Regions from separate parts of the Mus musculus genome. Here all the other regions are linked to region 2. A link is a contact called in public Hi-C and HiChIP or PLAC-seq data. All regions are on one chromosome and are shown on one strand. Each heading gives the region's core, a stretch centred on a gene start, on an enhancer-like site or on the middle of the called end of the contact. The rest is flanking DNA. Distances are from core to core; before and after follow the strand shown.

Region 1 (2,700 bases), core at 35-2,534, 360 kb before region 2:
CCTGACTTACCTTCGCCTGTTTGGGCCTCACTTTCATGCATCAAGTGGGACAAAGAACATTGGGAGCTCGGTAGCATTTGGAGGATCTGGTAGACTAACCAGTACCCATTACACATTAGTTTTTGAAAGCCTGTCAGTTAGATGTTCCTGACAGAATGCAGAATCCTTTCTCTGGGGTGTAAGAGACCTACAGATACTGATCCGAGGAGATGCCCATGCATAGAAGTTTATGGAAAATGTTGGGAGTGCAACTCTAGGGGGTGTTTATGAGCATGTATTGCTCCTTGGGACTGTAATGCATGCTTTAGGGGGCAGCTGGCCACTAGCTCCACCCAGTGCTCGGAGGATGCAGCGTCTGCAGCCACCAGTTTGCTCTGCAAGGATGTGGCTAGCTGGATATCACAAACCAGCCACAAGAGTCCAGTTGTCCTAAGGAGGTCAAGGGCCTCAAAGAGCCTTTGCTTTGGACCCCGTACTGTTCACATAATGGCCTCAATGCTCAAGTACTGGCCTGGGAGAATTCCTGCCTGTCCACTTATGCACGCATGTACATATGTATGCACACCATTCATACGCTTATGGGAACAGAACTGCAGACTGATTTATTTACTAGCACGGACAATCTGAGTGTCTTCCAGCTTGTCCTTTGTTCAGTGTCAGAATATGATGCCAGGTAATGCCCAGAAAGAATCTTCTATTTAGTTTCTGCTGCCTTTCAGCCATCCCCATTTTACTGGCTAGAGAACGGAGGTAAGAAGGGATAAGTGCTTTGCCTTAGGATCCAAAGCAAGGAAGTGACAGAGCCAGTAGCAACAAGAAAGGTACCAGGGTGTCCTGACCAGTGTTGGGGCTCCTCTGGGAGGTGGTGTCTGCCCCACTGGAGAGTGTGATTTAAGCATCTTCTCCACTCAGCACTCCCATTTTGCAGATTGGAAGAGTGACTGTGCTCACATCTGGTAAGCTCTGAGCAGGGGCTGTGGTTTCAGCCCACACAGCTGGGAAATTCCAGGCCTGAGGCTGCTGCTGGGTGCACAAGGTTCATTTAGAATCCAAATGAAAAATAATGATACTAAAAAGGAGCTTGACAAACACGGTTGCATACAGAAGCCTGGGGGCCGGCCATTTCCTGAGACTGCTCTTCAGGGCTGCCTGCCTGCCCAAGGCCTTGCCCACTGCTGGGGATCCTTGGCCAGCCAGCCGATGGCCCTGGCAGAGCCTCTAACTGAGCCCTACCCCCAGTCCTGCTGACACAGGCATCCTGGTCCCTTACCTCCCAGCCCTCCCTTGCCTGCTGGCAGGCTGTGGTAACAAGATGCCCTTTGTGTGTGTGTTGGGGGAAGGGGGCAGTGGGCAGCTCCTATGCTGCTTCTTGCTTCTGAGTCACAGCTCCTGCCAGCTCTGGGGACAGAGAGTTGCAGGTGACTGGCCAGGCGGCAAGAAGCCCAAGACCTTGGAGATGACCTCAGACAACCCCTTCCTCAAACAGTGGGGAAAGTGAGGCTGAGAAGGGGGAAGGGAGTGTCCTCTAGGCACTTGTTAAGGGGGAACATACTTCTGTAGCCAGGGGCTTCCACACTTGCAGGGACTTAGTAATATCCTTTGTTCACCAGAATAGCTACTGTGTCCAGGGACACATATGTACAAGCTCACACATGTGCATGTGAGCACATGTTCATAAGCATGTGATTGAATGAACTTGTGTCAGTATTCATGTTTCCCTAAGGTCCCCACACTTCCTCCAAGACTTTAAGGCCTGGCCTCAGGGACATTTGTCTATTCTGTCTGATGCAGAGGTGACCTAGGCTTGTCCTTACCCACTGCTTAAACATTTCCACCAAGGCAGCTGTGTGTCTGTGATGGGCAGTTCACTTCTTGACACGTCACGCCTGAGCCCGAGGTGATATGTCTCAGCTCCCTGACGTAGTGCAGTATGGGACTCACAGTGGCTTTAGACAGATGATATTTCTGAGGACACTGGCTCCAGAGCCAGGCTGCCAGGCTGACTTCTGGCTTCCTCATTTCCTGGTGTATGACTTAGGATCTTTACATCTTCTCCGGGTCTCCATTTCCTCATCTGTAAAGTGGAGACCTCAACAGACTTGCCTCTCAGGGTTGTTTTTTTTACACATTACAGGGATTGGTTTTTACCCATGAAGCTCTGAGAACTCCTAGCTGTCTCTGGCAGGCCCTTAAGGAGTATTAGAGTCTATTATTAGTGCTTTTCCTGAGCCCACGCAACCCCAAGGGAGATGCAGAGGTCTGGAGCTGACTTGGATTCACAGCCTGGTTGTAAGACTGAGGAGAGGACAGGTTTTTTTTGGTCTGCTGACAGATCAGCAACAGAAATGGCAGAGGCTTTTCTTGGGAGGACATGACTGTTCTGGGCTATGGCCTCCTGAATGTGGCCACTCTGAACTGTAGCTTCCAAATTTCAGCATCTCTGATGTCCCATGGGCCTCCCAGACACAGCAATAGCTAGGCTTCAGGAGGGAAGACAGTGAGGCCCCTGGCTAGAATGGGGGCTTTGGTGGCTTTGGCTGGCAGTACATTCTCTCTCGCTGCTGCTGTGATGCCTTACCTAATGCTGGGATGACCATCTGGGTCCCAGGGCTCTGAGGGGACCTGCCGGCCATCTGCCTGCTTGGCATTGCCTGCTTCCGAGAAGCAGCAGGGTGGCTTGGGCAAAGCAGCCCCCATCCG
Region 2 (2,700 bases), core at 11-2,510:
GTCTCTCTGTCTGTCTGTCTGTCTGTCTCTCTCTCTCTCTCTGTGTTTATGTGTGTGTATTACGCACATCTGCACACACATTTAGCTCATGTGTCTGCACTGTGATATGCATGCCCATACTCTTCATTAGAGGATAAAGAAGGATGTTGACAACCTGGTCAACCCCCTCTATCTTTTCCCTTAGGATAGGGTCTTTCACTGAACCTGGAGCTAACCTGGCAGCCAACAAACCACACTGATCCTGTTGTCTCCCCCCGCCCCCCCCCCCAGCATCGGGTTACAGGTATGCAAGTGGCCATGCTTGGCCTCTCCTTTAATGTGGGGGCTGGAGATGGAATTCAGCTCCTCAGACTTGCACAGGGCACCCCTCTTCCCCTCTGAGTTACTTTGCCAGCCCCGAGCCTCACCTTGTAAGGATGGCATCTAAAATCCCCTCCCAAATGGAAGTTGCTTTGTGTCTATGACTGCATTTGCTCAACCATCCAGGAGAAAGGATTTCATGCTTTCCCCCTCTCTCTTCTATGTGGCAGACAAGCTCAGAGTCTAAGTGGTCCAGCCAGGGTCTCATAGCACAGATACAGTGAAGCTAGGGGTGGCTGGGGAGGTGCCAAGGATGCTTGCCTGTGTAGAATGTCTCAGGAAGGCTCTGAGGCTTCAGCACCTCAGCCTCCTGGCTAATTGTTGACAGGCTTCCTGGGGGAGGACGTGATATATGCAGCCAAGCTCTCTCTCTCTCTCTCTCTCTCTCTCTCTCTCTCTCTCTCTCTCTCTCTCTCTCTCTCTCTCTCCCCTCTCTCCCTCCCTCTCTCTCTCTCCCCTCTGCTCTCCTCCTCCTTTCCCCCCTCCCCTCTCCCTCCTTGTCTCCCTCCTTTCCTCCCTGTCTAGCTTTCCTTTCTTGTAAGCCTGCCATGAATCAGGAGAGGGAGAGGCACTAAATAAACAGAGATGGATTGGGGCAGAGGCTCTGGAGTGGAATCGGTTTTTTTTTTTTTTTTTTTTTTTTTTGCAAAGCTGCCTTTTCCCTTCGCCTTTTTCTGCAAGCTGCCCCTCTCAGGAGCTTCAAAGAAAAGCCTGCTCCCAAGCAGGATCTTTCGCCCGAGCCAAAAGCCATTTATCTGGAATATTAATATGCCAGCAGCTGCCTGTGACAGTGCCTGCCGCTGATCACACACGCCCAGCCATGATCCCTCCTGGGAATGCTCAGGAGGCTCCAGGAAGCTAATGGGCCCCCTGGGGCACATTCCAGTTACCTTTTGTTTGTCTTTGCCGGAGCTTCTTGCAATTGCTAGCCAAGCATGTCCCCAGTGGACCTCTGGGGTGGGACAGGGACACTCAATGCAGATACACTCCCACTTCACCCTAGGTGATCACTTGGGGGGATGCTTGGTGGGGAAAGAAGGCAAGATTCTCATGCCGCCCCCCCCCAGCAGCTGTCCCTCCATTTCCAATGGGCTCCATCTTGCTAAACTCACAGTAAGATGAAAATATCTTAACATGAAAATGCTTTTAGTACACCTGACCTACCAAACACCCTAGCTTAGTCCAGACTTATTTATTTATGTGTGTGTGTGTGTGTGTGTGTGTGTGTGTGTGTGTGTGTGTGTGTGCTTAAAGCAGCAGTTGAATTTGTATGTGAGTGTAAAGGTCTGGGGCTGATGTCAAGCATCTTCCTCAGTTGCTTTCTACTACATTTGTTTGAGACGCAATGTCTCCTGAACCTGGAGTTAGTGATTCGGGTGGCCAGTGAGCCCCAGGGATACTCCTGTCTAGGCCTCACCAACGCTGGGATTACACGTGCATATTGCCTTGACTAGCTTCTTACATGGGATCTGGCATCAATCTCAGACCCTCATGCTTTCATCTGTCTCCCCAGTCTCTGATCCCCCCCAACATTCCCAAGAGTGTCTTAAACACAAGCACACTACCCTACAGCTGAGCAGAGTGAGAGGAGGTGTCTCACTTCATATTGTAAGCCAAAGAAGAGATCAGAAATTCCAGATGTAAAGTAGTTTTTAAAGATTGCTTGTTAACTGTAAAGTCTCATACAGTTGGCAAATATTGCTTAAGTCTACCTGTCCCAAGTTAACCGGGTTAAGTTGGGGACTGTCTAAATGCCTTACACTAAGAGTTGAGTTGGATTCATCCACGTCTTGATGTTAAAAGTAAAACCTAGGCCTCCGTGGCAGCTCAACCACTCCAGTGCTCGATACCTTTAAGTGGTTTTCAGGTGCCCTTGAACTTCAATGTTCTCTCTGTACATTGGCCTGGTCAGACTTTGTGCTTGGCTACTAGGGTCCTTCTTTCATGTGAGACACACTGTAGAGATGATGGAGGAAGAACAGTAGGCCAAGAGTCTGAGGCCAGGGGTTCAAATCCTGACCCTGCCACAGGATATCTTTGGCCAAGTTCCTGAGGTACCATATCATAAGATACATTATAACACAGAAGGGAAATGAGATTCCCTGCTAGAGTCTTGGGGAGGGTGTCATCTCTCTGTGGCTTCAGAGAAAGTCTCCTGAGGCTGAGGACAAGCCTTCACATGCTACCTGAAGCCAACCCCCAAACTTCAGCTAGGAGCAATCCTTCTTTCTGCAAACAGTACTTTTCTTGAAATCGGTGGCCCATAATGGAGGTCCGTGGGCAGTAATGAAAAGATGGTTCTGGAACATCGATACACAAAGCAAGTGCTGGCACAGGACA
Region 3 (2,700 bases), core at 57-2,556, 330 kb before region 2:
CCTCTCTTTGCAGTGATGGCCGACTAGGCCATCTTTTGATACATATGCAGCTAATCTAGGTTAGGTTCACATAAAATGAAACAAGCCATCCAGGCACATAGATGAGCAGTGTTTTGGATAAGCTCACGCTTGCGTGACTGTGCCCTGTCCAGCCTCATTGCCGGGTTCCCACAAGTATCTGAGGTTTCCTTGTCTAAACTCCACGCGCCTCAGTCCTCGAAGGGGAAGTGTTTTGTGTGTGTCCTGACAACACACACTTGCTCACAGGCGGTGCTTGTTGTGTGCATAGAACTCACCTGGAGGGAGAAGTGATTATACCTATTGCATAAATGGGGATGCTGACCAAAACTGATGCCACATGTCCAAGGTCACGTGACTGGGGCAGAGACAAGACTGGCATGCAGGCTTCCAAAGATGCTTCTGCAGACCAACTGGGCCCTGCCGAAGAATCCAGATTCACAACAGGAGCCCAGGCATCCAGCTCTCAAAGCTTCCTAGACCCAGGATCTCACCAGCCTCTGGAGAGCAGACAGCCCAGTCTGGTCTGACTAAGGCCCCAGGCACAGTGATCTGGGGTCATGATACCCTCAAGGTGACATCTTTCATAGTGGCATCTGGTGGTGGGAGGGTGGGGGCAGCAGGGCAGACAGGTGGAGCAAGGAAATTAGACTCCGAGGCACAGGACAAAGGCCCCACTGCTGGTCTCCCCGGGCGAGCATTAGTCCTTGCCAACAAATGGACTACAGCTTCTCTCATTAACTTGTGGAATGGTGTGTAATAATAAAACGCCCCTTAAAGCTGGGACGGGACACAAATGACCGCTTTCTCAGGTCCTAATCAGGATCATTAACTGCATATGGAAAGGTTTTATAAACATTTGCTAAACTCCCGGGTTCACTGTGACCATGTCTTGGCTGTGAAGACACATACCCAGGGCTCAGGATTCCATGGGCTCTCTTCAGAGGCTTCTCTGTGCTGAGGAGCCCTCCCCACTTTTCTCCAAGCACCTTTTGTGGTCCACGGCAGAAGCTGTTCCTCCCCAGTCTTCCTTTATCCCTCATCCCACACTGTGCCATCATCCCTACCCACCGTTTCCCTCCACATTTGCGACACATCACGTCTGCCTCCTGCCTCGGGAAGGTACAGGTCTGAAGCACTGAAGGTTGGATCTGTAAGAGGTTAGTTAGATCAGAACCCTCTCAACAAGAGCAAGTCCAGAGGATAAGCATCCCCCTCCCCAAGAACCCCCCCCTTCTCCCCGCCAGGAGCAGGCTGACCTGAAGGGCTCTGTTTGCTGACTTCCTCCTGGCCTTGGGTGACAGTATACAAAGGAGGGGCCAAGGCTTGGCAGGAGCTCGCCTCTCCTCCCCTGCAGAAGGGCTCTTCAGTCTCGGGAAGATTTTTTCTTAAAACTCCTCCTTGATTTGAGGACTCTTTCCTGTCCCCCATCCTCACTCCCTACAGAGGGAGGACTGGGTTGTACACTGGATATGTATTATTCCAAAGGACTTTCTTTCTCACCCCATCTAGCCCAATGACTTCAGATACTCAATGCCCACTTCCTGTTCCCAAGTGAAGAAACCACCCCAGCACTGTCTATTTAGCCCAACACATGTCCCAGCAGACCACCTCAACCCAAGCCAGAGTTCCCAATGGCCTGGCCAGGAAGGAAGGGTGTGGCCAGGCTGCAATGGGGGAAGTCACAGTGCTGAGACCCTTCCCTAAGCTAGGAATGCTTCTAGAGGAAAACATTAGCAGGAGCGGCCTGGCTGAGGCTGGGAGGATATAGGATTGCAGCCAAATGTCTGTGCACATATGCACACCCATACCCACACTGTCTCACATATATATGCATACAGTGCACACACATGCACAGTCACACATGCATGTGTGCACTTGATGACTCTTAGAGACAGGAAGTCAGGGAGCAGTTTAGATTCAATAAACATTGACAGTCAATGACCATCCCTTTGCTCCCAGTCTCTCTTCAAGGCTCTGTCTATTCTTAACATGCAAGTAGTAAAGGCCTCAATTAAAAGCTTTTCCCAGTAACCCTTCTGTGCTTCTAGCCTTTCTCATGAAAGGGAATCCTCACCATGCCTCCGTCAAGAACAAGGAGCCAGCTAGTGGTGGCACATGTCTTTACTCCCAGTACTCAGGTAGGCAGATCTCTGAGTTCGAGACCAGCCTGGTGTGCAGAGTGAGTTTCAGGACAGCCAGGGCTACACAGAGAAACCTTGTCTTGAAGCAGCCAAAACCAAAACAACAACAACAACAACAACAACAACAAAAACCCAAGTGATCGATCTTCCAGCACCGAACTGACAGACTCCCCCACACCCTGCAGACCCCCTCTGTTTCTCTAAGCTTCAGGTTCAAGGCTGCACATCTGGGATGAGATGAAGTTCAGACTCAGATAGGAACTGCCTCTCCCTGCTCGTACTTTGAAGCTACCTCCACACTAGCTTTTATCACCATGTCGTCCAGGGGTTGGGTCACATTCCAATGCCTGCCACTTGTTTATCACATTCAAGGTAGCCTTGGTTGCATGTGACACTCTGACTAAGCCTTGGAAAGTCTCTTGTAGTAGCTTAGGCAGAATCTGTAACAGATGGGGTCTGGTCACCTGGGAGTGGGAGAGGTACACTGTGAGGGGGGTCTGCCGTGGCAACCGGACAGTAAGCAGTGCAGCCCCCATTC
Region 4 (2,700 bases), core at 154-2,653, 290 kb before region 2:
TAGGGGATTGAGCAGGAAGGGAACACAGAGATGGTAAGAGACACTGGAAGGGGATAGGATAATGTTAAAATGGATGATGGTGATGTTTGCTGACCCTGATGGTACCGATGAGGTGATGATAAAGGCAATGGCAGTAGTTGAGGGAGTGTGCTGGTGAAGATGGTGATGGTGGTGGTGTTGACAGCAATGGCAATGACAAAGTGATGATGTTGACCGTGATATTTGTGTGTTTGTGGTGATGGTATCGACGGTGTTGATGATGATTATGGTGATGGTAGTAGTCTTGGTGGTGGTAATGGTGATGGGTCATGGTGGTAATGTTTGTAATATTGGTGGCGATGTTTATGGTCTTGGTGGTGACAATGATGATAGTGGCTTTTTTTTTTTAAGTTGGCAGTGATGCTGATGATTATGGTGATGATAGTGGTGGTTGTGGTGCTGCTGTTGATGGTGGTGACAGCGATGGTGAAGGCTGTGGTTGTGGTAATGTTGGCAGTAGTGAATCCTGACCAGGAGAGAATCTAGAAGGTGCAGAAGAGCTGATGTAATGGTATTTGATGACAGGAGCCATTTGCATTAGGGGAGGTGTGAGGTGATGGCTTTGGATGTTCTTATAGCCTATCGGATATCTAGGTGGTGTCCAGTGGACAGTGAGTACTGGGATCTGGAATTTAGCCAGACAAAGATGAGAGCGGTAGAGAATACACCTGCTTTGGGCATGAGATGCCCGAGAGAGGGCACAGAGGGACAGAACCAGAGCCAGGGTCTCTGTGGCTTCCTGATGTTCAGAAGGGTTTCCGAGTCTCCAGGCTTCCTAGGCTCTGCCCAGGGGCTGGAATCCAGGCTTCTCTGCTTGCCTCTCACCAGTGTCACACTCAGTGTTTTTATTCCTCGCCAGGTTCTCAGGAGGATGACATTTGAAAAGGGAGCTCTGTGCTAAAAAAAAAAAAAATCTCTTTCTAACCCAGGTGAAGGAATTGCCATCCTGTGGGGTTAAGAGAAGGGCCTGGGTGACCCCTTGTGACAGCTGGTCCAGGCTGGAATCAATCTGGAGCTCTGCAAAGGGATCGTGGTGTGTGGAGCAGCCTGCGAATAGGGATCTCTTTATAAGGAGGCTCCCTTCTCCCTTAACAAGCCCAGCGAGTCTGCAGTGGGTCTGGTGGAGGGGGTTGCAGCAGAGACGGTGGCAGGGCTTGAGGAGGTGCCTGATTACAAGTCCTCTAAAACCTGGGCTATGGCTCCAGCCAGATGTCGTCCCAGTGAGCACGTGGCCCTGCTGTGGCCCCAGTTTGGCTGCCGATGACTGCCTGGCCTTTCCTGCCCTCTCCTGCCACAGGCCCTCACACCAGGCCGGAATGTCCTCAGGAAGCGGCATCTCGCTCTGCAGAGGGAGCTTTGCTTCTGGACTCCTGGCTGCAGCTCCAGCCAGGATGTTTTGCAATGAGCCTGGGGAAGCGTCCATTCCGGGAAGATCAGGGAGTGGACGGTGCTTGCCAGCAGGGGTCTGGGTGAGAGGGCAGCCACTGCCTGCTGGGCTGGGGTGGGACAGCCCATTCCTCAGGCCCTGTGGGACCTTGGCCTCTAAGCTGTTTATCTGTCTGTCTGCCTGTCCATCTGGATTAGAGGGGCTGGCTTGCTCACTTCAGTTCCCCAAAGGGCTCCCAACTGCAGGGCAGCTTGAGCCTTCTTTCGCTTTATTTCATCTTGGAATGTTTTTGAATATGACTCAAAAGCGATTACAAATTGAAAAGGTACGCCTGCTTCCAGCCACACTGCCCCTGCCCAGGATCCTGGGCCCCAGGAGTAAACTCCCTCAAGTCCCTTTTGTAGTTTGTTGTCTAGTGTTCTGTTTGCAAACAGAAGTGGCTGCTCCTACCCCAGAGGAATCATGCTATGTGCGATGCTTAGGGCTTTGTTCTCCAAAGGGCCACATGACTGTCTGCACAGGACTCCAGCAGGGGTCATCAAGCGCCATGTGGATCCCTCACATAGGACTGTCTGTATTTGCTTTGGAGGAACATGCTGGAGGTGCAAGGCTCTCTACTTTCTTAAGAGCCAGTCCCTTCTCTGGTCTAACCTGTTCCTCCTACTTTCTCATGTAGCCACATTGACAGGAGAAGACCCCGAGGAAGCATGCCCAAGGGAAAACTGTAAATGACAAAGCCGAGGACTTCAATTCAGGTGGACTGGGATTCGACTCTTTCCTCTTTGTCTGTTGTACTGTTGGGAACTTTAGACCTATGGAGTCTTCTATTTTTAGGAGCCAGACCTTCGAAAATTGGAGAGGGCCAGCCAGTATGTCAAGATCTCACGGCTGCCCTTCCCTCTTGTCCTGACACCTGAGCTCTCCTGTGTGTGAAGGATTTCCGCATGCCCAGAAGACAGCTTCAAGCTTCCAGAGCCAGGCACACTTATAGAAGAAAGGAATAAAACCATTTTACAGATGTGTATGCCGAGGCAGCTGAAAGCAATTGCTGACTTGGGTCATGGTTTAAGTCAGGGTGGGTTCTGGGCCCCTGGCCCTCACATGTCCCTACCCAGCATCCTCTTTACCTGCTCTTCCCCCATAGTGTCACTTTGTGCTTTGTCCCTGAAGGCTTTTACCTGTCTTCTCCACTTTTCTCAGCCTTGTTTACCTGACGGTTCCTTTCCTTGGTCTTCACTGGCTAAGGTCAGCCTCTGGTGTGTATGTATGTGTGT
Region 5 (2,700 bases), core at 198-2,697, 500 kb before region 2:
GTAGAGCTGACTCTGGCGATCCAGAGTCTGCATGCTGGGCCCTCCTGGGACATGCTGGAGCTGCTCTTCCAGAAGCCACCTGTGTGGGTGGCCATGTGCATGTGAGGGCACCTCCATGTGCCCACGGGAAGCTGGAGGCCAGAGTCATTGGATCCCCCTAGTATTACAGGCAGTGTGAGTGCTGGAAAGCAAAGTTAGGTCCTCGGGAAGAGTAGTATATGCTCTTAACCATGGAGCCTTACTTATTTAATTTTTGTATGCGTTTGTGTGCACATAAGGTCAGTGTTGAGTGTCTTCTGTATTCACTCTCCATATTCTTTGTGTGTGTATGTGTGTGTGTATGTGTTTGTTTTTGAGACATGGTGTCTTACTATGTCTTACCAGCTCTGACTTGCCTGGAACTCACTCTGAAGACCAGGCTAGCCTTGAATTCACGGAGATCTGCCCGCTTCTGCCTCCCTAGTGGTGGGATTAAAGGTGTCTGCCACTACACCTGGTTTTCCACATTGGTCTTTTGAGACAGGGTCTTTCACTGAACCTGGAGCTCACCAGTTCTGCTTGACTGGCCAGCTGCTGAGCCTCAGGGCTACCTGTCTACCTGTCTCCACCTCCCCATCCTCCAGACTCAGTGTGTAGCAGAGGAGAGCCACAGATAGTTAGGTATTTCTAATGCATTTCTCTTATTCTTTAATAAATACACAGCATAAATAAATAAAACAAAATTTATGTTCTTTCGGGTTCTGATTTTAGAATCTAGTCACAAATGTCTTAAGTTTCTTGGGCCAAATTTCTACAAACTCACTACAGTGAAGTTTTGGCAGAAGAGTGTTTGCAGAGAAAACAAAGCAGAGAGGTTAGTGCCTGCCCTGAGCATATGACAAAGCCTAGGTCTCGGGTGCTGGGAGCGTTCAGCAGCAGCCTCTCTCCAGCCCATGCCTAGCCCTACACAATCTCTGGGCTTGGTAAAGAACCTCTAGAGAATGAGGCGACTGGATGAAGATGGCAATGCTGAAGTCTGGGATCCAAGATGGTGTCCTTTCCCAGGATTCCCTGAAGCCCTCCTCTTTCTTCCATCAGCCTCCTCTGGTGATCGTTGGCAGGGGCTAGAAGCATCAATCTCTCTTTGGATCATACCAGGAGCTCCAAGCATACCCCTGATGCTACAACCTCATTCCTGAGCCTTGATTCTGTGGACTCTAGCACAGGCCCCAGCCTTCTTTTGACCTTGGTCTCCCTATATATTTGTCTTTGGGATAGGCCTCGATGGTGTTGGTTCTAGGGCCTCACAGTTCTAGGGCCATCTGGGGCTTTGCAGCTGGAGACCCTGGCTGGGCCCCACTGCCTGCCTTCCTGCTGAGAACAGGATGTGGGTGTCAGGAGGTGAGGAGAGCATGGGGCCGGGTTGGGAGTGGCCTTGGGTTGGGACTTCCTGAAGCCAGATCGGTTTACCACAGTCAGTTGGGCTCAGGACCGCACAGCTGTGAGTTATAAATGGCCCTCTCAGAGCAGGGTCTAGAGGCCCTGATGCCAGTGGAGGCAGCAAGTGTCCATAGTGCCTACCCAGGGGTCTTCCCCAGCTAACGGCCTAGCCTCTGGAAGCCAGTTCTATCTGTCCTGCCCTCTCGAGCTATGAGTTCTCTTTATACCTCACTCTGAGATTACTGATAAGGGGGCTGACACCATCTTCTCCTTAGCCTTCAAGTGAGAATCCTGTGGTCTTGGTGACTAGGGAGATCCTTTTGAGCAAGGCCAATGACCTGACACAGGACACAGGGTCCCTGACACCAAACTGGGCACACAGCCAGCTACTCCAACGACAACCCAACAACTCAGCAACCTGCTTCCCATAGCCTAACTGCCTTCCAGTGCCCGCACCAGAGCATACACAGGGGAGGAGGGAGAGAGAGTACCGAGGTCTCAGCCTGCTTGCAGTGGCCCTCAGCTTAGCAAAGCAGCAGCAACTCGGCCTAGCGCCAGGCCTTGGTGTGATTCGCATCCCCGGCAGGAGGTGTTCTGAGGGCCCCTTCCCCCTGTGGGCTGCCTGGAATCAATCCTTCAGGCCATGCTCAGCCTGGGGCACACCACATGGTCAAGAATAAGAGGGACAGTGCCTCCTACTGGGACCAGTGAAGGGGGACACAGAAACAGGCACAGTGGCAAACTGTAGTTCAGGTCTATGACAGCTGAAGTTTATGGCATTTTGGAGGCCCTCTTGAAAAAATATGTAAAATTGTAAATGCCTATTTAGAGTTAGAAAAATCAGAACAAACTCCTGGATCCTCAGGGATCCAAATCCCATTTCTGGTGAGGCTTCTTTAAATGACTGACCAGAAATACTTATAGCGAGAAGCTCCCAATTACAACTTGTGACACCTCTCTACCTGTAACACTCCACAGCTCCCAGGAACTCCAAGTCTCCAGCCAGCTTCTCCCTAACTTTGCCAATCATCATCATGGTAACGAAACTGTTAATACCGACTAACTTAGGGCCATTAGCTGTACCATTCTAAGTACTTTATGTCAACTGACTCATTTAGTCTCATGACATCCTGGGAAGTACACGCTGTACCCATTTTAAAAGATGAGGAAACATAGAGGGACACGAAGAAAACAGCTCAAGGTCACCGCCAGGATAGGAACCCAGACAGGCTGGCACTGTGCCCTGACCAGTCCTCTCGGCCACCGCACCGAGAAGCTGGA
Region 6 (2,700 bases), core at 18-2,517, 460 kb before region 2:
AGCCTCCCAAGCCGAAGTCTATGATGAACTGACAAAGGAATTTTGCTGGTGCACCTGAGCATGCTGGCACACACAGCACAAACCTCTCCGTGTCCACCAGGACCCAGGACTTCCAATTTCTACCTGCTTCCTACAGTATCTAACAGAGTGATTCCATGGAACGGCCCAGCTTTCAGGACTCCCAGGAGGCTCCGGGAGGCTCCCCTGCTAACCCTGCCATAAGCCAAGCATGCCACATTAGCTCTACACTGTAGAAGACAGGAGAAAGCAAGACCCAGCAGGTCTATCGTGGGAAGGTAAGTGAGCTGGAGTGTCAGCCCTGCTCTCTGTCTCCACAGCCGTCTTGGAAACTGTTCACACAAAGGTCAGGGCTATAGAGCAGGACCACTCAGCTCCAGTGGATGAGAACAGAGGACCTGGGACAGTTCTGCCTCTGCTATGAACTACAGAAGCGCTCCCAAGAGGCAGCAACCCTTCCATCTCCCGAGGGCAAACAGTCCAGGCAACACTCAGGGCTCTCCATTCGGGCAATGCTGGTCACTATGCCCAGAATGTTACTCAGGCACACCAACAGATGGATCAAAACAAAGAGTCGAGCCAAAGAGATGATCAACAGGTACTGACACGCCAAATGGAAAGAAAGAACTGACTCCTAAAAGTTGTCTTCTGGCACACCCCTCCCCCCAACCCCATACACACACTGTTAGCAGAAGGCCTAATGTCAAGAAAAAGATCCAGAGACATGGTGCTGAGCACCACTCCAAGTCCAGGAGATGGATGGGATCACCCATTGCAGAGGCTGATGTTCCAGGAACAAGCCCAGAAGACTGCCTGGAGTCCAGTGGGTGTCCCAGAGAACAAAGAGCCACCTTGGGTAAGCGTGGACTGGAATGTGTCTGCAGTAGGAATGCAGAGGTGGCTCCAGTCAGACCTGGCTTAACCCAGGAGTAGCTCAAAGCCCACCCACCCCTGAGGGCTCAGGAGCAGCTAGCAGAGAAAAGATGGCACCGTGGGGAGGGACTACAGTCAGAGCCTGGCCCCCTAACATCCTCCTGCAGCCTGATCTGGTTAAGAGTCCAGCAAGGCTTAGAGTCTTCCTCGTGTCCCTACCTGTCATTTCTCATTGCCACCCAGCAACTCCAGCCTTGGTGAAATGAAATGCTGTCCTGTGTCTTTAACCGAAAGAGCCAGGGACGTGCCTGGGCAGGCCTGGACACCATGTTTACCCAGCAGAAGGTGGCCCTCCCTCTACCCTCCCCAGAGCTGGCAAGCCAGGGCCATTTGCCATAGACTTGCCTGGTGTGTAGGCTGCCTATGTGGTTCAGGCCCCAGATCTGCCCAGGGTCTTGCCCAAGAGGCCCTTCAGCCTGGCCAGGCTTCCAAAACTGAGAGAGTTCTCCAAGCCAGCAAAACCAGGGCAGTCAGCAAGGCAGAGGAGTAACTGAAGTACAGGTGTCTACAGACCCGACCATTTTGCACATTTTGCCTTGCCCTGAAGATGCTCTGAGAGCCAGGCCAGGCTCTCTGCTCCAACTGGGAAGGTGAAGAAGGTCAAGAAAGCACAGAGGGGCTGGGCCAGGCTTATGGGCCCAGCTGCAATCTGGGAATGAACCACACTGAGGTGGTTCACTCCTTCTGAATACGAGGATGTGCATCCAAACCACAAACCCACCAGCACTGTGTCAAAGGTGGCGTCACTTATTATTCACTGTGTAGAGAGCGTTCTGGAATGCTTGCTAGCTGCCAGCCGCAGTGCAGGGTGTTGGCGAGTCAGGGCTGAGAGTGGCGGCCATCCTGATGACAAAGGATCCCACAGAAGTCGGCAAGCAGTGCCTGAGGAATCGGGCAAGGGCGGCCTATACACTTGACTCTGCTGTTGGGCTAGGGCAGGCTGTGGCTTGAGGCAGGCTTTGCAGGGTGCTTAGGAGTTCCCCAGGCATACAGAGCAGGGGAGACAGAATGCACAAAGTCTGTACAAGTGAAATCATGGCTGGGGCCTGATAACAGGCAGCCTAAAGGCCAGGCCTTGCTGTGGAAAGGCCCACAGGATTAGTGAGCAAAGGGGGCAGGTGTCCATGGCTCAGGTGTCTTCTATTTAGATCCATTCTGGTGGCCAAGGGGAGACAGGGCAAGAATGGAGTCTAGAGGGCTTTGGGCATCAGAAGGTCGAGTCCAGGTGTTATACCACAAGACAAGTGCCTAGGACAGAAACCCAATCTCATGGTCGCAGGCATAGGGTGGCATCAAGGTGACTCCAAGTTGCAGGCAGCTCAGCCAGGTGATAACAACCCTAGCCTGAGTCTTAAGGTGACCTTATGCAAGTTTAGAATAAAGTCTTCCCTCCCCATAGATACTTTACCATTGTTCTCCAGGATGTTATTTAATAAATTTATCATCAGCAGGGAGCTACCACGTAAGCAGCATTTGTGCAGGGCGAAGCCTGCACTAGCACACTAGCAGATGCACTGCCAGCCAACTGCACATAGCTGTCAGCAGACAATGAAAAGGGTTGGAAGACTGGGGCTCCAGAAGTAAACAACAACAACCACCACCACCACCAAGCCAGGTACAGAGTGAAGAACAATCAAGGCAGAGCTTACTAACCCTCCCTGCTGTTCTCCATGAGAAATCCAAATAAAATAAGGCGTGTACTTATCACTAGAAGGGACCCCAAAGAGAAAAAATTAAAGTAGCTGTTCA

Evidence for each region. A called contact is a pair of places that touch in the nucleus more often than the background predicts. HiChIP or PLAC-seq counts read pairs in DNA pulled down with a chosen protein or histone mark.
Region 1: a contact with region 2 is called in an HNF4G HiChIP or PLAC-seq map of pancreatic cancer cells. The contact joins two enhancer-like sites. A contact is called at or near these places in 3 of 484 Hi-C or Micro-C datasets (nephron progenitors, uterus and ventricular fibroblasts) and 16 of 115 datasets of contacts at active chromatin or transcription factors (the NIH/3T3 cell line, T-cell acute lymphoblastic leukemia, astrocytes and 13 more).
Region 3: a Hi-C map of uterus shows a contact between it and region 2. The contact joins two enhancer-like sites. A contact is called at or near these places in 3 of 484 Hi-C or Micro-C datasets (hematopoietic stem and progenitor cells and uterus) and 1 of 9 other capture datasets (embryonic stem cells).
Region 4: a Hi-C map of the N1E-115 cell line shows a contact between it and region 2, with 2.1 times the contacts expected there. The contact joins two enhancer-like sites. A contact is called at or near these places in 4 of 484 Hi-C or Micro-C datasets (the N1E-115 cell line, epidermal suprabasal cells, nephron progenitors and 1 more), 1 of 115 datasets of contacts at active chromatin or transcription factors (pancreatic cancer cells) and 1 of 9 other capture datasets (embryonic stem cells).
Region 5: a FOXA1 HiChIP or PLAC-seq map of pancreatic cancer cells shows a contact between it and region 2. The contact joins two enhancer-like sites. A contact is called at or near these places in 5 of 115 datasets of contacts at active chromatin or transcription factors (T-cell acute lymphoblastic leukemia, acute myeloid leukemia, embryonic basal ganglia and 2 more) and 1 of 9 other capture datasets (embryonic stem cells).
Region 6: a contact with region 2 is called in an HNF4G HiChIP or PLAC-seq map of pancreatic cancer cells. The contact joins two enhancer-like sites. A contact is called at or near these places in 1 of 39 promoter capture datasets (hippocampal neurons), 2 of 484 Hi-C or Micro-C datasets (stem cell-derived neural progenitor cells and uterus), 15 of 115 datasets of contacts at active chromatin or transcription factors (the 230-238 cell line, bone marrow-derived macrophages, craniofacial prominence and 12 more) and 1 of 9 other capture datasets (embryonic stem cells).

Annotation. Positions count from the first base shown.
Region 1 is chr14:25,370,400-25,373,099 of GRCm38.p6, reverse strand. All of the region lies in intron 1 of Zmiz1os1 (a long non-coding RNA gene), which reads left to right. Among named protein-coding and RNA genes, the nearest start is that of Gm41113, 7.5 kb to the left of the region's middle. Within about 2 kb of position 1,284, at least 161 of the 459 cell types and tissues checked have an H3K27ac peak or open chromatin away from gene starts, as enhancers often do. A contact at or near this core is called in forebrain, pancreatic cancer cells and uterus, where this site is marked.
Region 2 is chr14:25,013,956-25,016,655 of GRCm38.p6, reverse strand. No RefSeq gene overlaps it. Among named protein-coding and RNA genes, the nearest start is that of Gm41111, 33 kb to the right of the region's middle. Within about 2 kb of position 1,260, at least 87 of the 459 cell types and tissues checked have an H3K27ac peak or open chromatin away from gene starts, as enhancers often do. A contact at or near this core is called in the N1E-115 cell line, forebrain, pancreatic cancer cells and 1 more, where this site is marked.
Region 3 is chr14:25,342,022-25,344,721 of GRCm38.p6, reverse strand. All of the region lies in intron 1 of Zmiz1os1 (a long non-coding RNA gene), which reads left to right. Among named protein-coding and RNA genes, the nearest start is that of Gm41113, 36 kb to the left of the region's middle. Within about 2 kb of position 1,306, at least 24 of the 459 cell types and tissues checked have an H3K27ac peak or open chromatin away from gene starts, as enhancers often do. A contact at or near this core is called in uterus, where this site is marked.
Region 4 is chr14:25,303,369-25,306,068 of GRCm38.p6, reverse strand. All of the region lies in intron 2 of Zmiz1os1 (a long non-coding RNA gene), which reads left to right. LOC115486423 (a long non-coding RNA gene) reads left to right here. Exons shown (of 2, transcript XR_001781198.1): 2 at 1-2,448. Among named protein-coding and RNA genes, the nearest start is that of Gm41113, 75 kb to the left of the region's middle. Within about 2 kb of position 1,403, at least 107 of the 459 cell types and tissues checked have an H3K27ac peak or open chromatin away from gene starts, as enhancers often do. A contact at or near this core is called in the N1E-115 cell line, pancreatic cancer cells and uterus, where this site is marked.
Region 5 is chr14:25,516,113-25,518,812 of GRCm38.p6, reverse strand. All of the region lies in intron 2 of Zmiz1 (zinc finger, MIZ-type containing 1), which reads right to left. Among named protein-coding and RNA genes, the nearest start is that of Mir3075, 17 kb to the left of the region's middle. Within about 2 kb of position 1,447, at least 190 of the 459 cell types and tissues checked have an H3K27ac peak or open chromatin away from gene starts, as enhancers often do. A contact at or near this core is called in pancreatic cancer cells, where this site is marked.
Region 6 is chr14:25,475,253-25,477,952 of GRCm38.p6, reverse strand. The region is part of intron 1 of Zmiz1 (zinc finger, MIZ-type containing 1); the gene reads right to left. Among named protein-coding and RNA genes, the nearest start is that of Zmiz1, 17 kb to the right of the region's middle. Within about 2 kb of position 1,267, at least 109 of the 459 cell types and tissues checked have an H3K27ac peak or open chromatin away from gene starts, as enhancers often do. A contact at or near this core is called in pancreatic cancer cells, where this site is marked.